2 separate regions of the Columba livia genome follow, and region 2 is linked to region 1. The links are chromatin contacts, called in public Hi-C maps. All regions are on one chromosome and are shown on one strand. Each heading gives the region's core, a stretch centred on a gene start, on an enhancer-like site or on the middle of the called end of the contact. The rest is flanking DNA. Distances are from core to core; before and after follow the strand shown. Region 1 overlaps CASKIN2 (CASK interacting protein 2). Region 2 holds the start of LOC135575665 (unconventional myosin-XVB-like).

Region 1 (3,622 bases), core at 775-3,274:
GTGTATGAATGGCAATAAATGATTGTCTTGGATAACACCCAGTGAGAGCAGGAGAGCGTTTGCACCCAGCAAAGAGAGGAGGTAAAATTGTGTGTCATAGGGTCCAAGTTACCCATTGTAGGGGAGTTACCTGGCTCACCTGTTGTAGGGACACAGCCTGAGAGCTTGATACTCCTGGGACCTGGATCCTGGCACTTTTTCCTAATTTCTGCTCAGCTTTGGGCAAATCTGTCCAGCTCTGCCTGCTTCTTCCTACAGAACAACAGTCCGGTTCCCTCGCGGTCTCCTGCACCCAGGCGCAGCAAGGTGGTTGTTCAGACACTGCTCCGGCCCTGGCAGGTGTGACAGCGTGAAACCCGCTGGGGGAGAACGCGGTGCTGAGCTGGGACAGGCACCGCGGTGCTGGAGAACAGCAGCGTGGCAAGGTGAGGAGGCCTGGGCTTCTTGTTCTGAGCAAAGCAGGAGCTGGTGTCACCATGGCTGCGCTCTGGTCACCAAGGAGGATGGAGAAGCACTAGCAGGACATCTGTTCCTGATGGCGATGGTCAGGCTAATACTGTTTGTTCCAACTCTTACACCACGTTACTGCCGTGGTGGTAAAACTCAAACTGAACATTAACCCCGCTGGAGGCGACAGCAGGACTCTTACCAGGGCAGATTATCTGAGGAAACCCAGATCTTAAGCACTCGAGGGGCAGGACAAAGCTGATCCACGATGAACTTAGAGCAGGAGACAAGCTTGTGCAATTTGACACGAAGGACACAACTAGGCAAAACTATCAAAAGGGTAAAATATGCCCCACTGTTTAATAGAATTTAGTCTTAATGGATGTTAGTGGAAAACAAAACACATGATTAACACAAACAGAGCAGATGGTTTAAAATCTGTTGTCAGTCTGGTGATTACACGGGCTATTTTTTCCCCTCACTGTCTTGCTGCATGGAGCAGGTGCAGCCGGGGTCAGTTAGTCCCACTTGCAGTGTACATAACTTACACTCCGTACAGTAGCTTCAAAATAGAGATCTAGACCTTAAAAAATAGTCATTCTTCTGCAAAATCAAATGTTAAGTTCCCTTATTGACAACGAGAGCAGCGTGGTGCTGCCCTCAGGTGGCTCAGACAGCGACAGCTCCACCCCAGTGTCCTCTTCCCTGACCCTAGAGTACAAGACTTGCAGTTCTGGTTAGTAAATATATATATAATAAATCACATTTAAAATATATACATTGGCGTTTTAAAAAAAACAAAAACATTTACAGTTTATCAACACTGGAAAAAAATAATCGGGCTTGTCCCAGGTTGACTCATGAGAGTAAAAAAATCAGTTTTAAAAGGTTTCTGCAAACCTTTTGATAAAGTGCCACTGGTTGTAGCTATTTAAAAACAATCGGGTCCACGACGTAGCACTTGCCTGTCAGACACGGTCACTTAAATACACTCAATGTGACAGATAAATCAGAGCAACCAACTACCTGGGAGAGAAGGGTCTTAACCACCTCAAACTGACCTCAAGTCCCCACCAATGATATGATTTCTTTTTTTCAGGGTTTTTCAATGTATTTCAGCCCCAGAGCTCACAGGGGCTGCTCCCCGTGGGGACGAGGGGCTGCAGAGCTGATCCCATCGCAAACTCCCAAAAAGGCTGGGAAACAACCACCTCTTCGGCCACCTTCTCCCTCTCCAGTTTGCATTGGCGATTCTTTTAAAAGGGGGGAATACGTGGATTTTTTTTTTTCCATTTGTTTGGAATTTTTGTAGCAAATGGCACTTCAGCACAATCTTAGGTTCCCTTCTGGTGCTCCGATGCTTTCATGTGCTTGGCATGCCGAGCGCAAGCCAAGTTCGGGGCTCTTAGACATATTTAGACATGCACTACTGAACAGATCCTGCTAGAGACATCTGTCTTGGAGCTATGCAGCCGTTCCTACCGCTTGGATGAGACGAGCCATCGCTGCCGTTCCCCGGCCACGGGGCTGCGACCGCGCGGGAGCCGCTGCCGAGCTGAACTCCCCGGTGCGCGCGGGGTCACCGCTCCCGCGGGGCTGCACAGAAACATCTCACAGATTCCCAAACGCCGCTACTGTTCAACAACCCTCACGGCGGAGTTTGTGCCAGCAGCTCCCCGCAGGGAGCACGACTGGGAAAACGGACCGTTTTCTCCCCAAAAAAAGGGATGGGGTGTCGGGGAAGCGCTAACCATGCTGCTACCTCACCCTGGCAGCAGCGGGGCGGAGGTTTGCGTCGGCACGGTGTCGGCAGAGGGCAGCCTGCATTTAGCAGCACGATCCAGGCGGACTGGCACAAACGCACGGGCCTTCGGCACTGCCGTCACCATCCTCACGGCCCCAGGAAGGGGCAGGGAGATCTCCGTGTCCGGCAGAGCGTCCGCTGCTCCGCAGGCTGTGCCAGCCCCGTCTCGAGGGGTTCGCGGGTCCCACCGGAGGGATTTCCATCCACTTAGATTACACGCCGCCCTGACGCTGACGCATTTGGAAAAGCAACAAATAAAGCAGGAAGGTTCCTTCTCGCTCTGCAAGCTGCCAAATTGCGACAAGCCCTGTCTTCTTTTAGCTGCTGTCAGGCCTTGCTGGGGTTGGGATCTGCTCAGTAAATAGCCAGCTCGGTGGCGGCTGCCTGGGGAGGTCTCTCTTTTGACACATTGTTGGCAGGGGATAAATAATGAGAGGCAAGACTCAGCAATGCAGCGTGGAAGGAGAAAGGTCCCTTGTGGAGGCTCCTTGGCTCTGTGCAAGGATGTGAGGGCTTCTCCGAGGCCCCCAGGACCGCGTGTGCAGCCCCTCTGTGCTCTCCTCCTGCTGCCAGTCTGGTGGGAAAGGCCTGACCCCCTCGGAAACCGGCCCGCGGCCGCGCCGGCACGTGTGGCACAGAGCTGGGTGGGCAGAGGGGCGGCTGCATTCCCAGCGTGGCGCAGAGTGCTGGGATGGAGGTGGCCGGGGAGACCCGAAGGCACCACTCGGTGCCGGGTCCGCTCTCCCCCCGTCTGGAGGGCACTGGCGCAGCAGCCGGAGGTGAGGAGGGGAAGGAGGGAGCAAGTCTCAGTCCAGCATCGCGTCCAGCTGGTCGGCCAGGTCATCGAACATGTTGCTGATGTCTTCCAGGATGTTCTTGGCTGAGTGCACGGCCCTGGGGTGGCTGGAGAGGAAAGGGACAGAGTCAGAACATCGCTCAACGGCCTCAGGTGCTGATGGGGTGGGGTTGGCCAGGCTGGACACAACCCTCCCAGTGTGACCCGGTGTGGCACAGGCGTGTGCCCGCACACAGCCCTTCGCCTGCCCTCGCCAGGGCCTTCCCAGTTCCAACCCCAGCGTTTCCCTTGTCCCAGTGCTTTCTCACCTCTCTGCCTCCTCCGTTGTGATCTTCTTCTCGGCTGCCTGCAGCGCGGCAGCCAGGGTGGAGTTGGTCTGTTCCAGCCGCTGCTGGGCCAGCGCGGCCCCCGGGGCAGCTGCCAAAGGCTTCGCCGACGCTTTGCTGCCCGTCTCCAGCGTCAGCGAGCTGGGACCGGCCAGGGACCCGATCACATCTGGCACCGCCTCAGTGGCCACCCAGGGAGCAACGGTGTGGCGGGAGGGCTGCAGGACCTGCTGGTAGATTGTCTTGGGC
Region 2 (3,622 bases), core at 304-2,803, 140 kb after region 1:
TGTATTTTGTTCTGTATTTTAGTATCTGGGAGCCCTCATGCTGTGTAGAGTGCTGTGTGTGTTTGAACAGAGACATGATACTGGCCTTAGAGAGCTTATAGCTGTGTCTGGGAGGTAAATCTTAACAAACATAGAGCAGAAGTGAAAGATCATAGCAGTGAAGGTAAAGAGCTCACAGAGAAACTTGCCAATGGCTAGAGGTGATGACACCAAGAAAAACCTGGAAAGAGACTCTTTAGCCAAGCAAGAGTGAAAATCCCATTTTTCTTGGATTTTCAAACTAACAGTTACTTAAGTTCCTTTTGGTTTTAAAAACCTGTAATTGCTACTGAAGTGTTCTCTCCATCTTCAAGCCCTGCACTGTCCTACCCATACTGGAGAGCTTTGGGAATGCCAGAACCATTCTCAATGACAACTCAAGCCGTTTTGGAAAGCTGCTCAATGTTCACCTGCAAAAGTAAGTTAAAGGAACATCTTGGGATGTTATCCTTCCGAGCTGTCACAGGGTGCATCTTCCTAATCTGCATGGGACATATGACAGGCTTAAAGGCCTATAGATCCTTGTGTGCAGCTTAACTCCAGGCTGCTGGCTGCGTGGCCCACTATTGCTGTAGTGTTTGGACATCCTGGTTTTGGTCCTGAATCACTTTGCACAAGCTGCAATTAAATTACGAAGCAAAAATGTGGCCCCTGTCCCCACAGGCTATCAGCATGTCATATGAAATGGGTGGGTAAGGTCAGATAGGCGAGTGGTAAAGCAACAGCAATCGGATGTGGTTGAAGGGAAGGGATGTGGCGTGTTCCCTGGATTATTTTCAGGACGTGTCCTGTGAGAATCATTCAATTCCAAGCATCCTTGTACTCTGGAGGCTGTTCAGAAGCCAAACTTGAATCTGTATGTTTCATAGCTGCTTCCTCTGTAACAGTCTGATACAGAACACCAGTTCTGGAAGGCTTCAAAGTTCAGACCAAGTTGGTCAGGTCATACACATGTTTCTCAGCAACATCTCCCTTTACTAAAACCTCTGAGAAATGGATCTGCAGAAAACCCGTCACTAGTTTCTGACAGGATCTGTTGTTGTCTTATGCTCAGTGGCGTCGTGGTGGGAACATCCATTTCCCAGTACCTGCTGGAGAAGTCTCGCGTGGTATTTCAGGTGAGGACCAATGAGCCCCTGCCTCCTAGAGGTGTCCCTCTCTCTTTTATTCATATTTAATCTTCAAATTACTGTTAAATAACAGGGATAGGAATGAGTATTAGAACTACATCCCATTTCTTCTCTTAGCAAGATGTATGTCCCCTCTGTGTGGCACAAAACCTCTTATTTTATTTGAATAAGACAGGAAGTCACTGTGTCTCAAACATGTTGAATTAAGCCACTTATCAGGGATTACTGGAAGTTAAATCTTTCCTCAACTAATTTTTCTTGATGTCTGGAGTGTGGAAAAGGTCAGATACTGGAGCGGTGTGGAAGGGACTGCTCTCACATGGAATGCTCTTGAAGTGCTAGCGAGAAACCCATTCCAAACGAAATAGTTTTCGAGTGGCTTCTAGCCTCACCTTGCTGACCTCAGAGTTCCATTGTCCCTGCTCACTGAGTGTATTCTATAGGGTTTTGGAACTGGATATGGGTCAACTCTATGAACTGTGTCCCCTGTCAGGCCCACGGTGAGAGGAACTACCACGTGTTTTATGAGCTACTGGCTGGGCTCCCTGCAGAGCAGAAAGAGAAGATGTACTTGCAAGAAGCAGAGTCTTACTTCTACCTGAATCAGGTGAGTGAGGCGAGGATGCTCTGCAGCAGCTGATAGAGTGAAATGGCCAAGATGTCGCTTCTGCTTGGTTACTGAGGCACCTGATAACTTTGCCTCCCTCACAGGACTATGCTAAAATCTGCTTTGCTCCTTCTCACACCTGACCTAAGAAGGAATACCTTTGTCTCTTATATGATTTTTTTTCTTGCCTTGAGGCCCCTTCTGCTCCCAAAGAAAGGTTTTTAGAAAGAGTCATTGTGTAGGTTCATGGCTCCACCCTGTGGTGAAGGAAGTATTTTCTTGTTGCTTTTCCTTGCATTTGCCATTTATTGTGGGACTGAAAAGAGCAAGGGGTATTTCTTTCTACCTCTGGCAAAACACTTGCTTCATTGACTGATCCAGTGGGTGGAAATTTTAAACCACTGAAATGTACTGCTGATTACAATCTATTTAAATTGGTAAATTGTTTGCCAGGCTTATGCAAGCCATCACCTTGGAGCACAGTTTCTTTTGTTTAAGAATGTTTTCCATACTCAGGCTGTTCACAGCAATAACAAGATATCTTTCCTTTTTCAACTGTGTGGATCAGCTTTCCCAGGTGAGCAAACTCTTTACAGCAGCTGTGCTCATGTGAGGAATCCTTGATGAATGATTACGATCACCTTTCCTTCGGGCAAGGAATGGACAAGTACCATTAAACACTCAAGGATGGAGGGCAATTAAGGGCTCATGCCTTAATGGAGTGATGCTCCTAGTTGGCAAAGGGTCTGCATTGTACACTCTTCAAGGAGATAGTTAGCAGGACTGTCTCAGCCTGCTGCAGAGCAGAAAAGGCAAAAAGATCAGATCATGTGTAAAGAATTTGGCAGAGACTGACAAAAATACTCTCAAAAATTCCAGAGAGAAGGGAGACTGGTCTGTCATGAATGCTGAGCTCCCACTAGTCGTGTCTTTGGTCTTTATTTCAGATTTCTCCAGTCCTTAAAACAACTACTTCTCTTTGCTGCTGGTAGCTCAGCTCCAACCTGGACCTAAAACAGCTGACCATTATTATCTGTCCCTATTGTCCCAGGGCAGAGCGTGTGACATCCTGGGGAAGGAGGACAGGCAGGACTTTCTGGACTTGGTGCAAGCTCTGGAGGGAATCAGCCTCTCGGACGACCAGCTGACCTCCACCTGGGCTGTCCTGGCTGCCGTTCTGCAGCTGGGGAACATCTGCTTTACCTCCTCCGAGGTACACTGACCCCTGGCCGCCTGGGAATGGGCTGCTTGTGCTGAACGTTGCTGTCACCCCATGTGATGGGACCAGGGACATTAGTCTTGACCAGCGATATCCTTTGAAGACTATTCTGTTCTTTTGATATTAGGCTCTAGACTGACCTAGGCAGGGACAGAAGATGGGGGGCAACCAAAGGTCCTTAGAGCTTGGGTGGCTCTTTGAGGAGTCAAAATGAACCTAGATGCTGGTGTTTTGCTCAGGCTGTGACCAGTTCTGTGCAGCTGGGGTGCTGTCAAGAATATTAATACTACTGGAACCTCGTATCTCATCCACAGTTGAATCTATTGTTCTACATTATTTAGAAGGAGTCCTATGAACCTGCGGCTGTCGCCAGTGACACTGAGATTCAGATTGTGGCCAATCTGTTGCGTGTCTCAGCAGATCTCCTGCGAAGTGTTATCACCCACCGTGTCACTGTGAGTACCTTTTTGGCAATTTCTCATTCATCCTGAAGCACAGAATGCCCCAGCACAGTGTTCTGTCAGCAGAAGGACCACCGCCTCAGAAGGCCCAAAATCTGGGGGGTAACAGCAGGAGTAAAATGGTGGCTGTGCTGGATCAGTAATAGAAATGGGCTGGACCTCTCTA

What was found. Hi-C and Micro-C count contacts between places; a contact is called where the count stands out from the background.
Region 2: a contact with region 1 is called in a Hi-C map of crop, with 3 times the contacts expected there. The contact joins the promoter of LOC135575665 here to the enhancer-like site in region 1. A contact is called at or near these places in 2 of 2 Hi-C or Micro-C datasets (crop and liver).

Annotation. Positions count from the first base shown.
Region 1 is chr18:9,283,132-9,286,753 of bColLiv1.pat.W.v2, forward strand. CASKIN2 (CASK interacting protein 2) reads right to left here. Exons shown (of 20, transcript XM_065034028.1): 19 at 3,356-3,622; 20 at 778-3,154. The coding sequence ends at 3,058. Among named protein-coding and RNA genes, the nearest start is that of MCHR1, 45 kb to the right of the region's middle. Within about 2 kb of position 2,025, at least 1 of the 3 cell types and tissues checked has an H3K27ac peak away from gene starts, as active enhancers do.
Region 2 is chr18:9,424,042-9,427,663 of bColLiv1.pat.W.v2, forward strand. It overlaps LOC135575665 (unconventional myosin-XVB-like), which reads left to right and starts at 1,554. Exons shown (of 4, transcript XM_065034109.1): 1 at 1,554-1,776; 2 at 2,828-2,989; 3 at 3,337-3,450. The coding sequence starts at 1,642.